Regions from separate parts of the Mus musculus genome. Here regions 2, 3 and 4 are each linked to region 1. A link is a contact called in public HiChIP or PLAC-seq and promoter capture Hi-C data. All regions are on one chromosome and are shown on one strand. The core of a region is the stretch at or near the end of the contact, and the rest is flanking DNA. Distances in the headings are between cores, read along the strand shown.

The links. Promoter capture Hi-C pulls out the DNA fragments that hold promoters and counts their contacts. HiChIP or PLAC-seq counts read pairs in DNA pulled down with a chosen protein or histone mark.
Region 2: an H3K4me3 HiChIP or PLAC-seq map of the 230-238 cell line shows a contact between it and region 1, with 10 read pairs. The contact joins two enhancer-like sites. A contact is called at or near these places in 1 of 15 datasets of contacts at CTCF or cohesin (the NIH/3T3 cell line), 1 of 484 Hi-C or Micro-C datasets (liver) and 1 of 115 datasets of contacts at active chromatin or transcription factors (the 230-238 cell line).
Region 3: a contact with region 1 is called in an H3K27ac HiChIP or PLAC-seq map of double positive thymocytes, with 6 times the contacts expected there. The contact joins the promoter of Usp12 here to the enhancer-like site in region 1. A contact is called at or near these places in 1 of 39 promoter capture datasets (hippocampal neurons), 3 of 484 Hi-C or Micro-C datasets (all in CD4 T cells), 4 of 115 datasets of contacts at active chromatin or transcription factors (double positive thymocytes, large pre-B cells, memory CD8 T cells and 1 more) and 1 of 9 other capture datasets (liver).
Region 4: a contact with region 1 is called in a promoter capture Hi-C map of pre-B cells, with 8 times the contacts expected there. The contact joins the promoter of Gpr12 here to the enhancer-like site in region 1. A contact is called at or near these places in 3 of 39 promoter capture datasets (embryonic stem cells, pre-B cells and second pharyngeal arch cranial neural crest), 2 of 115 datasets of contacts at active chromatin or transcription factors (embryonic forebrain and large pre-B cells) and 1 of 9 other capture datasets (macrophages).

The regions. Positions count from the first base shown.
Region 1 is chr5:147,339,880-147,342,846 of GRCm38.p6, reverse strand. Flt3 (FMS-like tyrosine kinase 3) reads left to right here. Exons shown (of 24, transcript NM_010229.2): 20 at 1,512-1,634. Among named protein-coding and RNA genes, the nearest start is that of Urad, 19 kb to the right of the region's middle. Within about 2 kb of position 1,641, at least 83 of the 459 cell types and tissues checked have an H3K27ac peak or open chromatin away from gene starts, as enhancers often do. A contact at or near this core is called in the 230-238 cell line, double positive thymocytes and pre-B cells, where this site is marked.
Region 2 is chr5:146,654,021-146,657,174 of GRCm38.p6, reverse strand. No RefSeq gene overlaps it. Among named protein-coding and RNA genes, the nearest start is that of Gm34700, 45 kb to the left of the region's middle. Within about 2 kb of position 1,549, at least 80 of the 459 cell types and tissues checked have an H3K27ac peak or open chromatin away from gene starts, as enhancers often do. A contact at or near this core is called in the 230-238 cell line, where this site is marked.
Region 3 is chr5:146,793,538-146,796,578 of GRCm38.p6, reverse strand. Usp12 (ubiquitin specific peptidase 12) reads left to right here and starts at 1,623. Exons shown (of 9, transcript NM_011669.3): 1 at 1,623-1,964. The coding sequence starts at 1,917. It overlaps 1700041I07Rik (a long non-coding RNA gene), which reads right to left and starts at 754. Exons shown (of 2, transcript XR_377208.4): 1 at 457-754.
Region 4 is chr5:146,583,814-146,587,086 of GRCm38.p6, reverse strand. It overlaps Gpr12 (G-protein coupled receptor 12), which reads left to right and starts at 1,848. Exons shown (of 2, transcript NM_001359056.1): 1 at 1,848-2,342; 2 at 2,962-3,273. The coding sequence starts at 2,977. Gm34333 (a long non-coding RNA gene) reads left to right here. Exons shown (of 4, transcript XR_377206.1): 4 at 45-471.

The sequences.
Region 1 (2,967 bases), core at 392-2,891:
GAAGAGGGCATCAGATCTCATGGATGAGATGTGAGCCACCATGTGGTTGTTGGGATTTGAACTCAGGATCTTTGGAAGAGCAGTCAGTGCTCTTAACCACTGAACCATCTCTCCAGCCCCGGGCATCCAGTTTTTAGACGGTTTGTCTTCACTGCAGCCTTCTGCTCCAATCATGCCAAGCACTGTGCTCTTCCCCACTCTGTGACTGTGTCACACATTTGTGTGGCTCCATGCGACACTGTGCTGGGGCAGAAAACCAATGAGGATGTGACTTCAGGGCCCACAGGTTTTATGTTTCTAGGAGAAAGACAAGCAGACCTATACATCAGATCAGTGTCTTGTGATTGATACTGTCACTAAAGTTAGCATGGCTACCCCAAGGAAAAAGGGGTGAGGAACAGGCAAGAGAGCAAGAGAGCCTCCCTCGGATGGAATCCAGAGGGAGAGGGACTAGTCAAAGCCAGTCCAGGCTGGGCAGCCTTCTTGCTGGTCAGAAGGAGCCTTCCCAGAGCAGCTGGGAAGAATACGGGCAGGGCAGGTAGTCAGGAGGACATGATGGGGATGGGGACAGACATCTAGGAGATGCCACATGAAGAAAGCCAGACTTGGAGAAGGAGGGCAGGAGTCACGGCACAGACATTCCTGTTTTTATAGGCTTTGTTCTTTTAAAGGCTGAGGAGAGCGTAGTGGACCCCCATGGACACCATGTGCTCTCTTACAGAGTTCATTCCCTTCAGAGACTCTGGGCTCTACTCTCATGTACTCCTCGAAACTCATCGTTATCTTCTGTCTGTCTGTCTGCCCCCTGTACCCTGTATGTGCATGTGAAAGCAAGTGTGTGTGTGTGTGTGTGTGTGTGTGTGTGTGTGTGTGTGTGTGTGTATGAGAATGTGGGGCCCATGTACCGTAGTGTGTGTGCAGAAGTCAGAGGACAAACTGTGGGAGTTAATTCTTCCACTGTGGGACCCAGGAATCGAACTCAGGACATCAGGGTTACATGGTTAATGCGTTTTCTCACTGAGCTATCATCTCTTTGGTCCCCCCAAACTCACTTCTTCTGAATGCTTTCTTCAATCTTAATCTATTTATTCATTTAGAGACACGACCTCTATGTGTAGTCCAGGCTGGCCTCAAACTTAGAAATCCTCCTGCCTCAGCCTCTCCAGTGCTGCGATTATGGATCTGCACCACTAGGCCTGTCAGATATGATGCACTTTTATTCTGAAAGCCAGTTCTTTATCCAAAAGGGATTCTGTTCTCGCACGCACACACGCACGCACAGGAAGCCGGCTGTTAGAAGCGTCTCTGGAGCTAGGCGAAGGCCCCCTTTGGCACTTCTTTGGCTCATAGCTCCAGGGATGCCTCAGATGACTGCAGCTGAGTTAACTTAGGACTCAGCCAGTGTTCTCGGGATGTATGACAGTCATGGGTCTCTGTCCTCTGTAACTGTTGTGAGTCTCTCTCTGAAGGTGTAAGTCACAGACCATGTCATTCAAGCCTCTCTCTTCCAGTGTGTCCACAGAGACCTGGCAGCCAGGAATGTGTTGGTCACCCACGGGAAGGTGGTGAAGATCTGTGACTTTGGACTGGCCCGAGACATCCTGAGCGACTCCAGCTACGTCGTCAGGGGCAACGTGAGCCGTTTGCTTTTTGTCACGAGTACAGGAAACACCTGCACTCTCTGTGATGCGTTTTTGATTTATGGTGACACCAAGGGGAGAAAAAAAAAACTCCCAGTGCTTCACTTCTTTAGGCTGAAAAGATTGTTTTGTGCTCACTAAGAGCTAAGCAAAATAGCCACGCATCTCTGGGGGGCTGGCCACTCAGAACAGATCCATTAGGGGTTGGCATGAGATCTTCACCTGAAAAAAAAAATGCCCTTACTCAGACCTGTTTCGGTTTCCTTAGCTATAAAGTGGCTTTATATGTGTTTTATGTTTCCGATCATGAGACAAGCTAGCATGTATAAAAAGCTTTTTGTTTTTTTTTTTTCTGAACAGGCAGCACACAGGTATTCACTATAAAGTTTAAAGGTGCTGTAGTTAACTGGTAGCGTTTGTTACCCTGTTACTATATGAAGAGTTCAGGAAGACTCCAAATACAACATAACTGACATGTGTTCGTTCAAAGAGAATGTGAGGGGGCCAGAGAGATGGCTCAGTGGTTAAGAGCATAGAGTGCTTTTCCAGGGGACCCAAGTTTGATACCCAGCACCCACGGCAGGATGCTCGCAAGCATCTATAACTCCAGCTCCAAGGAATCTAGTGCCTCTGGCCTCTTTGGACATGTGTGCTCATGTGCACATACTTACACATAAGTGAAAATCAATTCAAAGTATGATGAGGCAAAAAATGAATGTTTAAGAAGGGAAGAAAGAGAGAGAGAAAGAAAGATAGACAGAAAATGATAGATAGATAAACAGACAAATGATTGATAGATAAACAGACAGAAGACATATAGACAATGATAGACAGACAGATAGACAGTGAGATGTCTCAGCAGGTAAAGGTAGTTGCTACCAAGCCTGAGGGCTGGAGTTGCCCCCCAAAAACACATGGTGGAAAAACTGGAATGGTATAAGTTGACCTCTGACCTTCACCTGTGTGCCGAGCATGCACCCTCCCCCAGCGCCCACACACATGCACAGGAATAAAAACATAATTATTCTTCTTTTCATTTTTCAAGACAGGGTTTCTCTGTGTAGCCCTGGCTGTCCTGGAACTCACTCTGTAGACCAGGCTGGCCTCGGAACTCAGACAGAGATCTGCCTGCCTCTGCCTCTGCCTCTGCCTCTGGAGCACTGGGGCTAAGGATGTGCGCTGCCACCATGTCCCCCTGGCATCAAATTTTTAAAGAAAGAAAGAATGAAATGAACAGTAAGGGCTGAAGAGCTCAGGCGTAGAGCTCTGGCCTGGCCTTCGCGAGGCTTTGGTTCAAGCCTCAGAATGAGGAAGAAAAAGAAGGAAT
Region 2 (3,154 bases), core at 300-2,799, 690 kb after region 1:
GAAATCCTAACTAAGACAGTAAGGGACTAGCCTACTGTGGGCCTAACTCCTGCGCAGGTGGTCCTGGATTAGACAAGAAGCAGGCTGAACAAGACAAAGCAAACAGGCCAGTAAACAGAGATCCTTCGTGGCTTCTGCTTCAGTTCCTGGCTCCCTCAGTGATGAATTGTAGCCTGTAAGCCAATTACACCCTTTCCTCCCCATATTTGATCAATATTCTATCACAGCAACAGAAAAACAAACCAGGGTAAACCCAGTGTCTTGGGGGCCGTTGTCACTCGAAAGGGCGGATATGGTGCTTTTTGTCCAGGTATGCTTTGCAGGATTGCTTTTTTTCTGTTACTCACTGTAGCAGTAATAGTTAATCTGCTCTAACTCCCTGCTGGGGGCTGCGTGTGTGCTTCTCGGTACCACCTCAATATTGTAGATTCTTGAATGAAACACACACACGCACACACACACACACACACACACACACACACACACACAGCCTTATTTTTAATATGCCTGTCTTAGTTAGGGTTTTACTGCTGTGACAAGGCAACTCTTATAATGACAACATTTAATTGGGGCTGGCTTACAGGTTCGGAGGTTCAGTCCATTATCATCAAGGCAGGAACATGGCAGCATCCAGGCAGGTATGGTGCAGGAGGAGCTGAGAGTTCAACATCTTCATCTGAAGGCTGCTAGCTGAATACTGACTTCCAGGCAAATAGGGTGAGGGTCTTAAAGCCCACACCCACAGTGACACATCTACTCTAGCAAAGTCACACTTCCTTACTCCCTGGGACACGTGTATACAAACCGCCACAATGCCCTAAAAAGCTCAATGCTGCTGGGCCCCTCCCAAACTTCCACATTGCTGATGCCTTCCCTCTGAAACTCCTGAGTTACTACTTACTAAAGAACTATATCCCATCTTTGCTACCCCAAACGGGAGAGGGTCCCCTGGGTCTGCTCTTCCCTGGCTCTTCCATGACTGTGTGCTTTCTCTCCTGCAGCTCCCAAGCCTGATCCTCCTGCTTCCCTGTGGCGCTTGTAAATATCCCCTCTTCTTCCCTGGGTTCCCTTGCCTGGAAAATCTAAAGTCCCGCCTCTGTCTCCCTGCCCAGCCATTGGCCACCGGCAACTTTATCTACCAACTAGAGCCAACTAGGGCCAGGGATCCATGGCATCTTACATGCAGACGTGTGAATTCCCGTGTAATTTGGGAACCCAGTTAACATAATATAAGCAATACACAGAATCCACAACAACCCATCCTCCTGTGGATGTGTTTCCAGTACTACAGAGGCTCTGCTGGGACCCTTGCTCCTCAACCTGGTGTAGATTTCCAGGAATCTCATGGCTCAGCCTCCTCTCTCCCCTCTCTACTGTTTGCTGGGCTGCTAGCAATACCGTTCCGTGTACTACGGTTTCTCCCTCCTTCTCAAGCACTGTGATAGCTGGCACACAGGGTTCTTAAGCAGTAGCGTGCTATTTCAGTGTCTCAGGCCAGTGGGGAAGAAGAGACTAAACAGAGATCTGGAAGAGGAAGCTGCTTGCTTCCCCCACACCCCCCACTTCCTTCCTGCCCTGTTTCTGAAGCTGAAAACCACAGGGGCCATTTGTGCAGCTCTGAATCATGTCTTCCTGGGAAGCCTGGCAAGGTGGTAGGTTGAAAGTGGTTCTTGGAGACCCAAGATCGGGTGGGAGAGAAGGAGGTTGGGTTGGCGCATCCCCAGATTTGGGTTCTGTGACCCATTTCCTCTTGTCTAGAACCTTCTCCGCAGCTATAAAGGCCATTCCCTGCTGTGCACCTTGTGCTGAGGCAGCTGGAGGTTCACGGTGCTGTCTGAAGTGCTGTACACGGGCCCCTGGACTCTGGGTTAATGAAAGCCAGTGTCAACCTTATCCATTGGTGCTGTGGTTTGAATATGAGATGCCCCTAGAGGCTCATCTGTTTGGATACTTGGTCCCCAGTTGGTAGCACTGGTCTCCCAATAGCACTATTATCTGGTGTGGTGGGAGTTTTAGAAGGTGGAGTCTCACTTCAGAAAGTGGGTCCCTGGGTGTATCCCTTGAGGATTTATCCCTCTGCCTTCTGAACTTTGGGGATGTGAGGAGCTGTCCTGCTACCACAGAGCTGCGTGCTGCTGTGCCTTCTCTGCCTGGTGGATAGCATCCCCTCCAACAATGAACCCCTGAGTTGTCTTTTGCCAGACATTTGGTCACAGCAAAGGGAAAATATCGAATATAATTAGTGTATGAGTGAATCCCAGGCTGGAGAGAGACTTGGGTGCTGAGAAGAGTAAACTGAAGAACCGTCTTTAGAAGTGGGGTCTAGTGGGCTGGAGAGATGGCTCAGCGGTTAAGAGCACTGACTGCTCTTCCAGAGGTCCTGAGTTCAATTCCCAGCAACCACATGGTGGCTCACAACCATCTGTAGTGGAATCTGATGCCCTCCCTTCTGGTGTGTCTGAAAACAGCTACAGTGTACTCATATACATAACATAAATAATTAAAAAAAAGGGAAGTGAGGTCTAGAGTTTAGATGACTGCTCCTAAGAAATTATGTCAGGGCTCTATCTGAGTGGTCACAGTGGTCCCTGAGGGCATATGTATATGTATATGTATGTGTATGTGTATGTGTATGTGTATGTGTATGTGTATGTGTATGTGTATGTGTATGTGTATATGTGTATATGTATATCTCTCCATTCTGGTCCTGTGGACTCTTGAAGTCTTTATATACTTATTGGGTCACATTGTGGCATCTTAGCCACAAGGGGAAACCTCTCAAATGTAAAACGTTGACTATGTCTGTGGCTGGTGGATATGTTTCCTGCCATTTAATAAACTTAGCCTACTAAGCAAAATAGTCCCCGGTAGTGCATGAGACCATGCCCATATCTGCTGACCATGTTGGAGATGTTAAAGATAGCAGCAGAAGAGCTCAGACCATTCTAAAAGCCAGTTCGCATGCGCCAGCTCAGATCCTCAATCGCACAAGCCTCTAATACTTAGCCTGCAGCTGAGCACAGAGCTCTCCGCCCGCATTCTGTCTCTATGGGTACAAACCAGGACTGAGAGAGACCCTCCCGGCGTTAAAAAGATTGCCTTGGAACGGCTTCGAAGGAGCTCCCAGGTAGTAAATAAGGTCTTTCATCACAGA
Region 3 (3,041 bases), core at 374-2,873, 550 kb after region 1:
ATTCTGAGGCGGCACACTGACAGCTGGAGGGTTTTATTTGCTCAACATTTTAATTAATTACTCATTGGCTTTTGCTAATTTCTTTTTGACAATTTCATACATGTGCTGTTTATTCTCTTTTATTTATTTTTGAGGCCAGGTCTCCCTGCATAGATCTGGCTGATCTGTAGATTTGCTATTTAGTCCAGGCTGCCCTTGAACTCACAGAGACTCACCTTTCTCTGTTTCCTATGCTGGGATTGTAGGTGCATGTCACAATTCCCTGTGACTGGCTTTTCATTCATTTATTTTTTTGGGGACAAGGACTCAAGTGATCCAGGCTGGTCTTGAACTCATTAAATAGCTGAGGATGACCTTACCATAGTAGGATTAGCACTTCAGCTGAGGATATGAAACCTCAGAACACCTACACAAACACTTCGCCAACTAAGCCATATGTCCAGCTCCCATCCTTACCTTTAAAATATAGATGTTGTACGACCATGCTCTATGCTTGTGGAGTCTAGAGTGGCGAGCAACGCGACAAACATTGCATAGATCTGAACTGGTGTAAACCAGAGTCCAAGCCCCTGCCGTGGTATCTACAGAAAAGCGGGAGGCCTAGCCACTACGAAGGTAGATACCTGGAGAATAAGCAGCTGCCAGAATACTTAGCTGTATTCAGTGGGTGTTCCCCTCCCCCAACGCTTACAATGGAATTGCTATGGAAACAGTATTCATGTACCAGAAATCTGTTTCTCGACTAAATTTTGTTCAAATTCTCGGTCTTTTGAATGCTTTGGACTATGAAGTGAGGCTTATCAGATTTTAGAGCTTTCGTCGGAATTTAGGCCCCAAGTTCCACAGACCCGGTGTGGTGGGGAGTTGGGTGGAAGGCAGAAAAGGTCCTACCCTCAGATCACCAATCAAAACAAATCACAGGCTTTTTAAAGTAGTAATTTATGAAGTTTTATGAATTTTCTGCCGGTAGAAAATAGGAAGCGTTCATCCACTAGCTAACACGGTCTATGTGCTCCTCACACATTGGCTTCGGCTTCTTACTTGGGACATACCACCCTGTTACAAATTCCAAGTTGGTATCCCACTGTTTTTCAGGATTGGCTCCCCTTCCTCTTCTCCCCCACTACTGCTAATTCATAGAGTTAAATCTTGTCTTTTTATCTAATTAGCCTTTTCTTAGGGAATTAGGCCCAGATGATTCACCCCAGAAAAACATCCAAGTGCTTGGGACTCTGGCGGGGTTGCCTTCCAACCCATCCAGTTTCCCAGATATGGTCTCCGTCTTCTGTTTCAACTGACTGTCAGTCGCTCTAAAGGCTGCTTGATGTCACAGACGCCGCAGAGCAAAGGCTCGATCCCCTAAAGACCCGCTCTTGCAAGCTAAGGTAGGTGCTTCACGTCGGCGCTAGGACCCATCTGCAGGAGGAACGCGGCACGGGTCTCGCCCCGCCCCAACGCGCACTGGGTGGAGCCGTCCTCCCCAAGCTCGCCCCCCCCCCGTGGGAGGGCGGGGCACCATGGGCGTGGCACAGCTGCGGTGGGCGTGGCGGCGCCGGAGGCGGGCGGGGCGGAAGGACGCTGCCCGGTCGTCGGGGCGGTAGGGCCTGCGCGGAGCTCTCTCCCCAGCGCGCTGGGCGGGGTGTGCTGTGAGCGGCTTCCCGGGCAGGCGCGGGCCCTGAGGCGGCGGCTGCGCCGTGCGCCGGGGCGGAGCCGGGGGCGGGCGGGCGGCCGGCGGGCGGGGGCTGGGCCGGAGGAAGCCTGAGCGCCCGCGGCGACGACGGCAGCGGCGGCCCAGCAGGCTAGAAGCGTGGGTCGGCGGCGGCTCCGGGTGCGGCCGCGGGCTGCGGAGCGAGCGGGCGGCCCGGCTCCCCGCGTCCCCCGCCCGCCGCGACTGTCTGGAAGATGGCGCCGGGCGGATGGAAATCCTAATGACAGTCTCCAAATTCGCCTCCATCTGTACCATGGTAGGTGCGGCGGCAGCGCGGCCCGGGGGGCCGGTCCCCGCCTTCGAGGCGCCGCCCGCGGGCCTGGTCGTGTGCGGGCGGACCGGGCGCGGGGCCGAGTGGCCGCGGGGAAGGCGTGCTGGACACGGCAGGCGGGGCCGGGACACTGGGGATAGGACCGACCGGGGCTCGGGGTTGGGTCCTGACCACGGGGTCGCAGTTGAGGACGGGGAGCTCTGGGTCTGGGCACCGGGGACTCGGGGACTGTGGCTGGGGACTAGGGCCTGGGGGCTCAGGGACGGGGTTGGGGGTAAGGGCTGCAGACTGGGGTTGGGGACTTGGGGACTCGAGGTGTGGACTGAGGTTGGAGGCTGGAGCCGGGACTTTAAACTGGGGACTGGTACCGGGAAGCGAGGGGATTGTGCCAGGGGAAGGGACGCGGCATTTCCTTGGGGCCCTGCGCGGGGCAGGGCGGGGGTCTGCGGCAGGAAGGAAGGGTCTCGATCCTACTGGAAGACGGAAGTCCTGGCGGAGTTCCTCCTCGGGTTAGGTGGAGCCCCAGGCCCTGGCTCGGGAAGGGGGCGTGTGAAGGTGGAAACTTTTAAGAGTGCTGTTGAAATGTTTTCTTATTTTCAACTCTCTGAAGCGATAGGAACTCTTGCGGCTTCCAACCTGTGTCCGTCCAGATGGCAGCCTTGTCTCTGGGAATCTGTGTTAATCTTGAAAAGCTGCATTCGCTTTCCTGTCATTTGTTTATTTTAATAGAGCAGACACCGCTGTGTGGGGTTGAAGTACACAGATTCCCCCGAAAAAAACGAAACGCGCGCGGGTGGGTTCCAAACGTGTTTTTGTGCATTGCCAGAAGCACCACGGCTTCCCACGTGATAAAGCAAATCCATTACCTCCTTTATGAACTTCGCCGTAGAGATTGTGATTTATGAATCAATGAAAAAAGTTACTCTTTGCAGTGTGGGTCTGGAGTTATTTACCAAAGACCTGCACCTGCTTCATCTCCGTTTTTGTGTTCTGGGTTGTATCTAGGAGATTCTCCAAACCATCTTCCACCTGCAAGTGATCTGTGGTTGTGTGTGAGTGTGT
Region 4 (3,273 bases), core at 599-3,098, 760 kb after region 1:
GCTAGGTGTGCGCCTATGTAATTCCTTCTTTCCACTCCTTTCAGGTTTCAACACAGGACCACACACGTCTCAGCACACTGCTGCCTTCGCCCAGCCCTGCCCACTCACTTCTTTCTCCTTATTTCCCAACCATGCCACAGAGAGTGAACTCCAGGCTTAAGGAACAGCTTAGGGGCAGGGCACACTACCATCAATGTAAGACTGGATTCAGGTTCCACCCTTAGCTCTGGGGAAAACTTGGACAAACTCCATGGCTGAGTAAATTAAGCCAGTAAGGTCCAAGTGCATGCTGTTGCCATTGGCTTGAAGGGCATCCAGCTTGTCCTGTGAATTTGCTTTTCCAGAACTGTACAACCAATGAGAGGCTCCTAAAATTTAACCAGTTGGTTTGAGCTGTCTTTTGTTAAACTGCTTTTGTGTATATGAAACCATTGACCGCTTTTTTTTTAAACAACCTGTTTATTTTATGTATATTAAGTGTTTGCTTGTATTGTGTGTACCTTGTGCATGTAATGCTCCAGGAGGCCAGAAGAGGGCGTCGTATTCCCTGGAACTGGAGTTGCAGATGGTTGTGAGTCACCTTATACGCGCCTGGAACTGAACCCAGGTCCACTGCAAGAGCAGTCAGAGCATGTAACCACTGAGCCACCTCTCCAGCCCCACATTGCTCATTTCCCATTGCTCTGTTCTAAAAATGCTTCCGCTTATTACAAAGAAATGAAAAGAGACAGGAGCATCCCTTCACAGCAGTACCTGCTACCTGGGATAATGTTGATTTTTGTCTTACCACTGGTCCAGGGTGTGTCTGTGAGTGCTAAGATAATGTCTTCGTGAATTTGTTCACGCAGGCTTTCAAACGGTCCTTGACGCAAGTGATGTCTCCTTTCCATACACACGACTATTAAACTCCATAGAACCTCGTTTCTTAAAGTGTGACCCGCAGGTCGGCATCACCAGCATCTTGGGACTGACGCCGGGACCCCAACCCCAGAACTGCTGGTTTCTAAGTCAAGTTTCAGAAGTGTTGCCGCAGGGAATACAGGACTCAGAAAGAGTCCTGGAGCCTTTTGGGGGACATGAGAAGACTCAGCAGAAAACTCAACAGCTCCACGTGTCCCAAAGCAGAATGTCCAGGGAGAGAGTTCAGAAGCAGTGTGAGAGCTCAGGTTGGGCGGAACGGATCTGCTGCATTATGGCAAGGTCACACCGGGTTTAGTGTGTTGCCTTAGTGAGAAAGGGGGAAGGGGCGGCTAGAGGAAGGTTGTAACCAGGGAGGTGAAGGGAGGGTTTTGGTACCAGGAGCATGACACGGTAGAGACAGCTGCTGATGGATGCGCGCGGGGCTGGGGCTGGGGTGGGGGAACATGGGGTAAAAAGAGATCTAAGACTTGGAGCCTGGTAGGCTGGAGTAGGAATTTCAGTGAGACACAGGGGAGGCAGATGCATCTGATGATAACCCCATATGAAGGGTCCTCAGGATCCTTTGCCTTGCACAACATTGAGGTCACACGGAAATAGGACTTTTCTCCTCCCACCTTTAGGCTGGAGAGCGTGATTAAATTTAAGATCTGATCCGGTTCCAGGATGAGAGACACAGGCTAGTCCTTTTCCGGCAGGCAACCTTCAGGATCTTAACCCTAGACTCCGCGGATGAGGTACAGGAAACAATAAATTAATAAGTGTCACTTGGGTACTTAAATGAATTGGGTTTGGGCCAGTGCCTGAAGGAAGCTTTTGCAAGAATGCCCTAAATGATTTCCACTCGCGAACGGCTCCGAGAGTGCCTAATAAGTGCAGCTGGGCGATCTAAGTAGCAGCAGCTCCTATCCAGTTAAGCGAACGTCCCCAAGGGAACAATAATTTGCAGACCGGCCAACTGCAATCTAAGAGAGGGAGTCGCTTGCTGTTGTAAGTCTCCTCCGCCAGCCCTAACCTGCTTACCCCGCATTCCTCCTGTTCATCCCGAAAACCCGGCCGTTTACAATTCTTTAGGGGAAAGCATAAGAAGCCGAGCCCCAGGGTCAAGGGCGCCTCGGGGAAGCCACAGGATCAAAGTAGGTCGCCAGACTCTCCGGCCGTTCGAGTGGGTCTTCGCATGACTGTTGCAGGCGGGCGTCCACGGTGGCGGGCTCCCGCCCCTCACGCAGCTGCGACCTGCGGGGGCGCGCGCAGCCTCGTGGGGTTCCCGCGGATGCGCGCCCGGCGGGGAGCGCGGAGGGCGGAGAGCCGGGCGCGAGCACCGCAGCTCACCTGCCGCGGGCGCCACCACGGACGTGCCACGCGGGTGGCCCGAGCTATTCGGCAGCACTGAAGGAGCCACCCCTCGGCCAGGGCGTGCCAAGGTGACCCCCGGTAACCCCCTGCCCCGCAGGCTGCGCGTCCCCGCTGCTAGGGGAGCGGTGCCAAATGCATGCATATCTTTCTCTCTGTCTGTCTGGGCACCTCTGTGGTACACACCTACCTTTTTTGTAGCCCTTGCACTCTGAGCGGTGCACATGGGAGAGACTGGGACCCCACCCCTTTGTTTGAGTCTGGAGGTGTGTTTGGGGGTGTGCTCGCGCGTGAGGTATGTTTGGGAAGGGTGGGAGTTTGGGGCCCTTAAAATATTCCACCCTCCTGCAGACTTGTGGCTGCTGGGCGGTGCTCTCTCAGCAGCCCAGATGTCAAACAGTTGTTGGTTTTCGGCATGGGAGATGCAATTAGCCAATGTCGGTTTTCAGCGTTTTGGCAAGTGTGCGAGTGTGCATGTGCCGCCTCGGGAGTCCTGATCCGTGTTTCCCTCAGAGACAAACAGCATTTCGGTTGCAGACTTTAGCTTTTGTTTTTAATTCCTGAAGCTCGTGGCATTTTGACACTGATAGCTGAGCCCAGGGTTGTCTGTCTTTCTCTGTGTGTTTTGCATGATCTTGGATTGGCACCCTACTGTACCCAAACATTAAAAAGCCTGTCTTTCCGTTGAAGAGGACAGGGGTTAAAATGAACGAAGACCCGAAGGTCAATTTAAGCGGGCTGCCTCGGGACTGTATAGATGCCGGTGCTCCAGAGAACATCTCAGCCGCTGTCCCCTCCCAGGGCTCTGTTGCGGAGTCAGAACCCGAGCTCGTTGTCAACCCCTGGGACATTGTCTTGTGCAGCTCAGGAACCCTCATCTGCTGTGAAAATGCCGTTGTGGTCCTTATCATCTTCCACAGCCCCAGCCTGCGAGCCCCCATGTTCCTACTGATAGGCAGCCTGGCTCTTGCAGACCTGCTGGCTGGCCTGGGACTCATCATC